Regions from separate parts of the Mus musculus genome. Here region 2 is linked to region 1. A link is a contact called in public Hi-C data. All regions are on one chromosome and are shown on one strand. Each heading gives the region's core, a stretch centred on a gene start, on an enhancer-like site or on the middle of the called end of the contact. The rest is flanking DNA. Distances are from core to core; before and after follow the strand shown.

Region 1 (5,065 bases), core at 1,783-4,282:
CTCCTCCCCATTTCATGTCAGACTGTTGACTGGCTTCATCTTGTGCAGATCTTATTCAGACAACCACGGCTATGATAGGTCCGTGAGTGCAGAGATTCTGCCACAGTTAGAAGATGCCGTTTCGGTCCAGTCACTTTGACCTCCGTCTCCTACAGCCTTTCGGCACATTCTTCCCCAGTGGTCCCTGGGCCTTGGTTGTGGAGTAATAGAAGTGATTAATTTGTGGCTCAGCACTCTACACACTCATTCTCGGCATGTTGTGCATCTCTGGGTTAATTGCTATCCATGTCGGAAAGAAACGTCTCTGAGGAGCTGAACTAATCTTTAGACATAGAGATGGGAATTTAGAGGGCAGATTGATATTATGCTTATTTAGCAAAAGAATAGTAGTTGGTTCACCTATGGGGCCTGTGAGCTGCCCAACCATGGGTTATTGGGCCAGATCTACAATACCACTCATGTCTTTCCTCACACAGGCCTTGAATCCAGTCAGAAAGTGCTTGGTTGACCATATAACATCTGTGCTACTATTGAATCCATAGGTCTATGATGCCACTCATATCATTCCTGTAGTTCATAGAGGTCACAACTCGATAAGTTATCAATAGAAAACTTTCAGTATCCTGTACAGGCTACTTGGCACATTTTGGGTACTATGAAAGCCAGACACCAGGGAAGAAGCGTCCTACTCAATACCAATTTGATTTCTTCATGTCCTATGACCAAAGTTTATTGTACATGGCTTTGGCTTTTTATGTGGATGTTGGATATGCAAACTCAGGCCCTTATGTTTCCATAGCAACTACTTTACCCACTGAATCATTTTCCTTGTCATGCTTTTTATTTTTTTAATAACTAAGAACGGCAGTGGAAACAATATTTCAGTGTAGGAAGTATTTTGTATTAGAGAAACTGCAGTAGAGGGACTGTAAGTTTGGGGCTAGTCTGGGCTGTATAGTGAGACCTTGTGTGAGAACAACAACAACAAAAAATCTCATATATCATGTGAAGTAGCTAAGATAAATTTTCTATGGTAAGAAGGAGGTGATTGCCAATGGAGTATATTGGCAAATATCCATCTGCATAACTCAGAAGAAAATCTGTTGATGAAAACGAAAACTTCCGTTCTGGTGAACATGCTCGATTGAAAATCTTGTGTGAACTGCCCATCCCCTAACATTGCAAATAAAGAGATCCATGGATGGGACGGAACGCTGTGCAATCACGTGCCATCAGGATCTGTGCAATGTACCCACTAGGAGTTAGGTTAGTGCCTCTCCTCTGCTACTAAGAGCGATGTGCTTGCTTTGTCTTCGTGTCTATTTTAGGCAGGATGAAGAACAGGAGGCTTGCATTTCTTTCCTGCAGCCAGTGGACACGTGTCGAGATCATTTAATGTCGATTAAGTTTTCAAGGGAGAAATGTGACAGGGAGCAATGAGGTCACAGTCAGGCGGTTCCCTGCTTAGAAATAGGCTTTAAGGCCATTCATACTCAGCTCACTCCTGTGCTGTAAGCAAACGTTGCTGATGGATGAATAACTGTCCTCAGAACTATGCTGGCAGTGACGTAAGCATGCACAGCCTAAGCATAGACTTCTATAAATGGCGTACATGTGATTGTTGCTGTGATTTGTCTATCGAGGGCACATCTCTGTGGTATTGGCCATCCTCCTGTGGAGGTGCGATCAGGAAGGAGAAAGAGTGGCTACCAGTCCTCTTTTATTGGTTCTGTGAATATGTGTACCCACAACAACATTCTTTGCATTGCATTCAGTGACTCTTCTGAAGCAGGCACTGAGACCAAGGCTTAGGTGAACAGTCTCTGGAAAATATACAAGGGAGGGTCAGACAAGAGTGAGAGAAGAGAGAGAGAAAACACAATTCAGGGCATGTGAATGGGGGGCTTCCTGTGGTAGACATCTAGGGCTCAGTCTCATTGGGAACGTGATACGTAGCCTCTCTTCCTGTTTCTGCAAGGGATGGGGCTAGTCTGGGTTGTATAGTGAGACCCTGTGTGAGAACAACAACAAGAACAACAAAAACCCTCATATATCATGTGAAGTAGTTAAGATAAATTTTCTATAATAAGAAGGAGGTGACTACCAATGGAGTATATTGGCAAAAATATTTATCACCCATCAATTCTTGTTTTCCTACTGAGCAAAGAGAGGAGCTAGTGTGTCTGAAATAGCCGAAACGTCCCTCTTGGACTCTGTCCTCAGGCAGAGATAGAAAGTAAACTGGGCTTGGAGTTGGAAGCTCTGCATTCCCACAGAAACCCAAGTGAATATGATATGGGCTGAAAAAACATTGCTGGAGTTTGCTTTAGTCATAGCTCTAAATACCAGGAGAAGCAGATTCCCATTTGAACTATATCCTTTTTTTCCAGTTCAGTTGATACTTGTTGCTGACTTGCCAGAAGTCCTGTCATGCAGAATAGCCATGCTTGTAAATTTAGAAACTTCATGTCTCCAGGGATCTGTAAAGAAATCATTTTCTGTGCAAATGGTTCATGGAATCTGAGTCATCATGAGTTATTTGTTGTGATGGACATAACATAAAAATGAAAAGGCCTCACTTATTAAAGTAGCATGCCGTTCTGAGTTCAGAAATGTTCCGAAGCTAAAACTGAGTGTGGACTTTTACACTTGAGAAACGAACTATGGTGCTGGGTAAACAGAAGCATGGCCGAATTGTCAGGAATGTTAAGTGGTCACTGGGATTTCTTTAGAGGAGGTCAAAGTTGAGCGGAGTAAGAAATAAATATACTAGGGCTAGTCCAGTGTATATTAATTAATTAATTAATTAATTAATTTTGTATGTATGTGTTTGTGTGTGTGGGGGGGTTCTCTCTGTGTGCATGCATGAGTATATGTGTGTGTGTTGTGTATGTAGCATGTGTGTGTTCTCATACCAAGGCATGCACATGGATGTCAGAAGACAACTTTTGGGAGTCTTTCTCTTTCCACCATGTGGTCCTGGAAATCCAGCTCAGGTTCCTAGGCTTTACCCGCTGAGCTGTCCTCATAGCCTGCACATGCCATTGTCATTTAGTAATAGTAAGAGGCAGGAAGCCTGTCCTCTTATTATATGCTTGGGGTATCATTAGTCACTGATTCTTTCATTTTATCCTCCTGATTCTGTAAGGGAGACACTATTACTCCTTTTTATTTATTGGAAACTGAGGCTACATGGACTAGATAATTCGTTCAGGTACTTAGGCTAGTGTGAGGCAGAGTTGAAGATGTTTGTCAAACATCAGAGATGAGGGACTGGTTTCCACTGCAACGGTTGGCGTAAATTATTTCAGGGGCAAAGAGCTTGGAAGATGGTATGTGCCAAGCAATGTTAATGCCTGTTTGTTTGATTTAGGCACCTGGAAACAGTATGGTGGAAGAGAAAATTCAACATGGCATCACTGTGAGACCATAACATAAACCGTTGGAGGGCCAGGAGAATAGAAACGGAAGGGATTGAGAAGTGAGGATAAAACATAGACCAATTTGCAAGGAGGAAGTAATGAACTTATGAACTTGGAGCCCTGGTATGGGGAAAGGAGCTTAGAAGTGACTCTTTAAGAGTCCTTAACAAATGAGAGAATAGAATAGTAGTATCATGTAACATGGGATGAGTTCTGTTTAAAGGACATACTGAGGAGCTAGGGAGATGGACCGGTAGGTACCTGCTACGAAAGAGTAAGGACCTGCTTGTACTTTAGATCCTCAGTGAAAAGCCAGGCATGGCCTTTTGTTACTACTTACAGAGTGTGTGTGTGGGTGCAGACAGGAAGATCCCGGGAGCTGATTGGCTAGTCAGCATAACTGAATCCCTGGGCTCTAGGTCAAAAAATACCTCAAAAAATAAAGTAGAGAGTAATTGAGGAAGGCAGCAAATGTCAAACTCCAGTCTCCATAGGCAAACGTACCTCCCTTGGTGTACACACATGAGCAAGATACATGCATTTCTCTATTTCTCATGCGCACAAGCACACACACACACACACACACACACACACACACACGGAAAAATGCTTAAATCAAACTTCTCATGTGTGAGAATAATCATCAGATTAGAGGTCAAAGATCTTGGTCCTTACATCACGTCAATCATCTTGCTTATCTCACATCCTGCTCCAGTTTCCCTAACATTCCCAGATACTCAATTTTTAACCAGGTAGCAAAGTTCGACTCTATGTCTTCAGGTGAATATAAGTACCATTGGAAAGGCCATTAATGATCATGATCTATACATGCAAACGGAATTGAGTTGGGCTGATAATCTATAAGTGACTAGCTTTAGCAATATATAATTATTTATAATAATTCCTAAACCACCACATTTCATCTGGATTGTTAAAGGCAGTATTAGTTCCCTTCTTACTAACCTTCTGTGAGAGGCACTACTCTAAAAGCTTACAGGACAGCATCTACTCCATTGCTACACCACCCAGTGAAGCAGGTGTCATTAAGGTTCCCATTTTACAGATGAACAGGTGGAGGCATTACATTGATAGGAAATGTGGCTAAATAGAAGTAAAAGGTCAGAGGGTGTTTCTGTGAGTGGCGGTTTCACAGTCTGGTACACAGGCAGGTCAGCCCTAACTGTATGACCCCTTGAGCTTCCCTTTACTCACTCACGTCTGAAACTGTCAGAGAACTGTTACTTTTGTATACAAAGAATCAGTTAAGACAACAGTGCCTGTTTATGGCTCCTTTCACAAAGGAGTAGTGGGGTAGGCACAAGCTGAGTGAGGGCATAGAGGACAAACGCCTTGTGTAAGTAGCCAAAGAGGAAAAAGAAGGCGGCTTAAAGCCAGCTCTATTAACCATCACCCCATGGGAACCCTTTCTACTTCCCCGAGACGGTCTCGATCATGGGAAGATACATTAAGTCAGTACTTCATAATTTCTATATTTATAAACGCTTTCCAGAATTTCTCCATTTGCACTTTTGGCTTATGTTAAGCAAACTAATTTGCATTTGCATTTCTCTGTTTTAAAGTTTGAAGCAACCTCTCCGAGATATTTTTTCCACGAAGCTATTAATTGGGGTGAGAGTAAAATA
Region 2 (4,933 bases), core at 2,001-4,500, 1.8 Mb before region 1:
TACGTATTTTCCTCAATTACATTTAGAATGCTATCCCAAAAGTCCCCCATACCCTCCCCCCCACTTCCCTACCCACCCATTCCCATTTTTTGGCCCTGGCATTCCCCTGTACTGGGGCATATAAAATTTGCCTGTCCACTGGGCCTCTCTTTCCAATGATGGCCAACTAGGCCATCTTTTGATACATATGCAGCTAGAGTCAAGAGCTCTGGGTACTGGTTAGTTCATAATGTTGTTGCACCTACAGGGTTGCAGATCTCTTTAGCTCCTTGGATACTTTCTCTAGCTCCTCCATTGGGGGCCCTGTGCTCCATCTAATAGCTGACTGTGAGCATCCACTTATGTGTTTGCTAGGCCCTGGCCTAGTCTCACAAGAGACAGCTATATCAGGGTCCTTTCAGCCAATGCTTGCTAGTTTATGCAATGGTGTCATCGTTTGGAGGCTAATTATGGGATGGATCCCTGGATATGGCAGTCTCTAGATGGTCCATCCTTTTGTCTCAGCTCCAAACTTTGTCTCTGTAACTCCTTCCATGGGTGATTGTTTCCAATTCTAAGAAGGGGCAAAGTGTCCACACTTTGGTCTTCGTTCTTCTTCAGTTTCATGTGTTTTGCAAATTGTATCTTATATCTCGGGTATACTAAGTTTCTGGGCTAATAGCCACTTATCAGTGAGTACATATCATTTGAGTTCTTTTGTGATTGTGTTACCTCACTCAGGATGATGCCACTGTTGCTGTCTTCACACACACCGGAAGAGAGCTTCTAGTCTCGTTACATATGCTTGTAGACCACAATGTGGTTACCGGAAATTGAACTCAGGACCTCTGGAAGAACAGCCATGCTCTTAACTGCTGAGGCAAGGCCTGACACTATTACTGATGTTATGATGTGCTTACAGACAAGAGACTAGCATGGCTGTCCTCTGAGAGGCCCTACCAGCAGCTGACTGAGACAGACACAGATACTTATACCCAACCATTGGACTGAAGTTGAGGACCCATATGGTTGAATTAGGGGAAGGTTGAAGAAGCTGAACGGGAGGATAACCCCATAGGAAGACTGGCAGCCTCAACTAACCTGGACCTCAGGGAGCTCACAGTGACTGAGCCACCAATCAGGAGTAGGATGGCAGATAGATATACAGCACACATATAGCAGAGGTCTGCCTGGTCTGACCTCAGTGGGAGAAGTACTTAATCCTCTAGAGACTTGAGACCCCAGGGAAGGGCAGGGAAGCACCCTCTCAGAGGCAAGGGGGAAGAGGAATGGGATAAGAAACTGTGGGAGGGGAGCCAGGAAGGGGAGTAACAGCTGGAATGCAAATAAAAAAATTGTTCAAAATACAAGGTTTTTGGTGGTTTTTATCCAAAAATAGAAATTTAGAGTATTAAAAAGAAAAATTGGAGATAACTCTATATTTTGTCTTTTTGGTCCATTCTTCGTCTTAGCAGTCTCTTTATAAGACAGTGACTTGAACATGATAGTTGTTCAATTAATGATGCTGACTGTCTGAGACTTGTGAGAACTTCTGGAATTGATGGTTGCTGATTAATCATCTTTAATTTTTAAAAATTACATTAGCCAAAATGTGCTATCTTTAGGGCCTGCTGGTTGAGGAGAAATTTATTCCCCAAGTTGATGGAAGTAAACATACAAAGTTTGATTACAAAGGGTAACAGTATCTTGTCAGTACTCGGAATTTGTCTTACCTCTACTGAAAGTCCATCTTGGAAACTTGGTCTTGCAAATATTTCCCATGTGTTTGAAGGCCAGATCCTTGGTCACAAAGAAATGAGGTGAATTTATAGATTGTGCAACCGAGTTTGAAAGAGATAACTATCCTTGATTCATTTCTTTTTTTTTTTCATCTTCATAATTCAGATTTATTTATAATAGAATGGTCCAGGAGGAAAACAATTCTCACCCTATTTTCTTTTTTTTTAATTTTATTTTCCTTGATTCATTTCTACAAAAACAAACAAACAAAAAAGAAACCTTGTTGGAGAAAATCGCTCTTCTTGGTTTACCTCTATTTCAAATCCCCAGATGCTCTCACATTCCCACAAGCTAACTGATTAATCTTTATGGATGCATTTCGTCATGTCTTTACCCTTCATTTCTTTGTGAGTTCATTCGCATCTCAATAAAATAAGAAATAAAAAATAAAATTAAAAAGACAAAGAAAGAAACACAAAATATGACTGATGCTCGGTGGAACCTGTGGTGTTGGTGTGGCATGGGAAGATGAAAAGATGCTTAGGATACTGCCAGATACAGTTTCAAAGTGAAGCCTTATTGACTGGTGTCTGTAAAGTTTGCTACAACAAATTTTAAATACATTGAATGGCTTGTTCTGTTAGCTTTCTATTACTGAGTGAAACATAACCATATTCGTTTACTAGTGCATGGTTTTGTAAGTCGTAAATCAGGCTGGCACCCTTGCTTTCTGTGTGGACAGTCTCACAAAATTGGGATGAAAGTGTCTGCGAGATGAGACAAACCTACAGAAAGGGTGCACATTCAGGGGTTGGCAGAGTTGGTGCGATTAACGCTTCCATTTCTTTCCTGAACATCATCTTGGCATCCCTCTCAGATCCAGGAACCAGGCTGAGTTCTTTCTGGTTCCCTACATTTTCAGTGCCTGGAAAGCTGATGAAATTGTTTTCCTTGGACTTTACTTATCGATTACAGTGTGATTAAGTTGAACTGACCTAATCACCTGCTTTCTGAATAATTAATATTAAATATGCAAATATGTCATCACAGGAACAAATTCTACTTCTGACCCAAAGGAAAATTATGTAAGAAATAGTATCATTTTCTCTCACTCTTAGACCTTGCCAACCATAGGTGCCAAAGCTTAAACATTAGACTATTTTAGATAAAAGGAATGCCTTTTCTCCTAAAAAAGAGTCTCTGTTTTCAGCGTAGAGTGTACCACTCCAATAACCAATTATACCCCAAAGATGACAGCCACCCTTTGCAGATATTTTCTAATCTAGTACCATGGTGAGTACTACCATGGTACTCACTCTTAATATATTCCTAACCAGGTTCCCTATACAAGAAATCCAGTTTTCTACAATGTCGGTAAACAATACTGAAACACAACATTTGTGATAGAGCACATATTCTCAGCTCTCCAGTCCCAAATTTCCCCAGAAAATGAACCCTTTCAAAGAGAGCTGTGCTTTAGCAATAATGAAGCAATCCTGAGCTAAACATTTGTGCTCTTCTTGCCTCCCAAGGCCGAATCTTATAATAACATTCCAGTACACTTACTCATTCTGAACATGTACTGGTTTGGGTCTGATAAGTGAATAATATCGCAGAAATTAAATGCTACCACTGAGTTAGCCCATGCAAATGACACAAATGTACTCTCAGTGGACAAATGTGTTCCCGTGTAATCATGCCAGCAGCAGAAAATGGAATCTGTCATAAAAAATAAATAAATAAATAAATTATCCGAGAGTCAGACCACGCTCGCTGAGCGCGGAACTAAATTTCTTTTGCCTTGTTCTTCGGCTGAAAGCCTAAATAAGCACTTTAAAACAGAATGAAGGATCACATTGTTCACCCACTGTGGTTGCTACAGTCTCAGAATTCAGATATATGAGACACTTGGGGAGAGGGGCTTCTGTTCTTTGTATATGTTATTTTCTGTGAGCCCCCAACTCATCTACTATACATTTGCAGTTTCAGAATGGAGTAGGAGAGACATGTAGAAATGATCCAGGACATGAAGATACAGAAATGAAAGAGATAGCTACAAAGAGCGAGGGTGTGTGTGTGTGTGGTAGAGGACAGCCATTGTCCAACAGGGAGAGCATGTGGTGGAGACTGAGATCATAAATGATTGAAATCGTGGAATTCCATACAAGCTGTTGGGAGCTTGTTAGACATTTTAGTGTCCGAATAAGATATTAAGGAATTAACCTACAGTGAAGGGGAAATGCTTTAATTTAGGATAGTAAAGGACTAATGTTACTGAGAGCATAGCTTTTAGAATCAGTCTGTATGGGTTCAAATCCTACCAGTTATAATTTTAATATTTATAAAGCCATCAAGGTTTTCATTGCAACTTAATTCCCAATCAATATTATGAAGTCATAAGGTGATTACAAATGAATGATAAGTCATAAACTCTTTTGAGTGATATAAGCAAAATTATAAAATGGTCTGGAAAAAGTACACAGGTCCTTTTGTTCTGACCCTTGATGATGGGAGGTCACAGATGAGGACACGCCCTCTGGAAGCAATGGTATGGTGTCAGCAGAGAGCAATGTTAGCAACTTAACCACAGACATTTAACCTCCAGATCTGAAAAGTATGACCTGAGCCCACCAGAATAGGGTCCTAAATGGTGAGTTGAAGAAGAGTAGACCCACTGTGAGAAATAAAGAAGATGGATAGCTAGGACCCAGCCTTGTACAAGTGAGTTTATTGAGTCTCTCATCTTATATACTGTTTGTAGGGGGAAGATGGGCCCAAGGTCAGCAGAGAGCTAAATCAAACAATGTTGGCAAAGAAAACACAGGATATCTCAGACAGAGATGCCTTAGCACTGATAACTACAGCCCTCCAAGGGAGAAAGTCAGGTTTCCAGGAACCAAAACCTTAAAGGGCCCAGGCTCCAGCCCCCAGCCCCCAGCCCCCAGCCTCCAGCCTCCAGAATGGACCTGGCCAAGTTGACCCTTGCAAGGACACAGAATTAACATCCCCTTTTAACCTTACCTGGAGGCCTCTGAGAAAGTCTTCAGTTGGTTTGGCTCCCAATAGATATGCGGATCTCATAAACACCCAGTCTCTAAGACTTGTATACAGTAGCCTTAACAGCGACCTTTCCCTGTTACCAGTGTATGTGACTTTAGGCAAGTTATTTCTAAACCCCGTTTTCTTACCATCATATAAAATGACAAGAATGATA

Evidence for each region. A called contact is a pair of places that touch in the nucleus more often than the background predicts.
Region 2: a Hi-C map of adipose-derived mesenchymal stem cells shows a contact between it and region 1, with 4 times the contacts expected there. The contact joins two enhancer-like sites. A contact is called at or near these places in 1 of 39 promoter capture datasets (liver) and 1 of 484 Hi-C or Micro-C datasets (adipose-derived mesenchymal stem cells).

The regions. Positions count from the first base shown.
Region 1 is chr10:107,903,053-107,908,117 of GRCm38.p6, reverse strand. It overlaps Otogl (otogelin-like), which reads left to right. Exons shown (of 58, transcript NM_001177567.2): 4 at 5,003-5,065. Among named protein-coding and RNA genes, the nearest start is that of Otogl, 6.8 kb to the left of the region's middle. Within about 2 kb of position 3,032, at least 42 of the 459 cell types and tissues checked have an H3K27ac peak or open chromatin away from gene starts, as enhancers often do. A contact at or near this core is called in adipose-derived mesenchymal stem cells, where this site is marked.
Region 2 is chr10:109,665,973-109,670,905 of GRCm38.p6, reverse strand. No RefSeq gene overlaps it. Among named protein-coding and RNA genes, the nearest start is that of Gm40757, 71 kb to the right of the region's middle. Within about 2 kb of position 3,250, at least 9 of the 459 cell types and tissues checked have an H3K27ac peak or open chromatin away from gene starts, as enhancers often do. A contact at or near this core is called in adipose-derived mesenchymal stem cells, where this site is marked.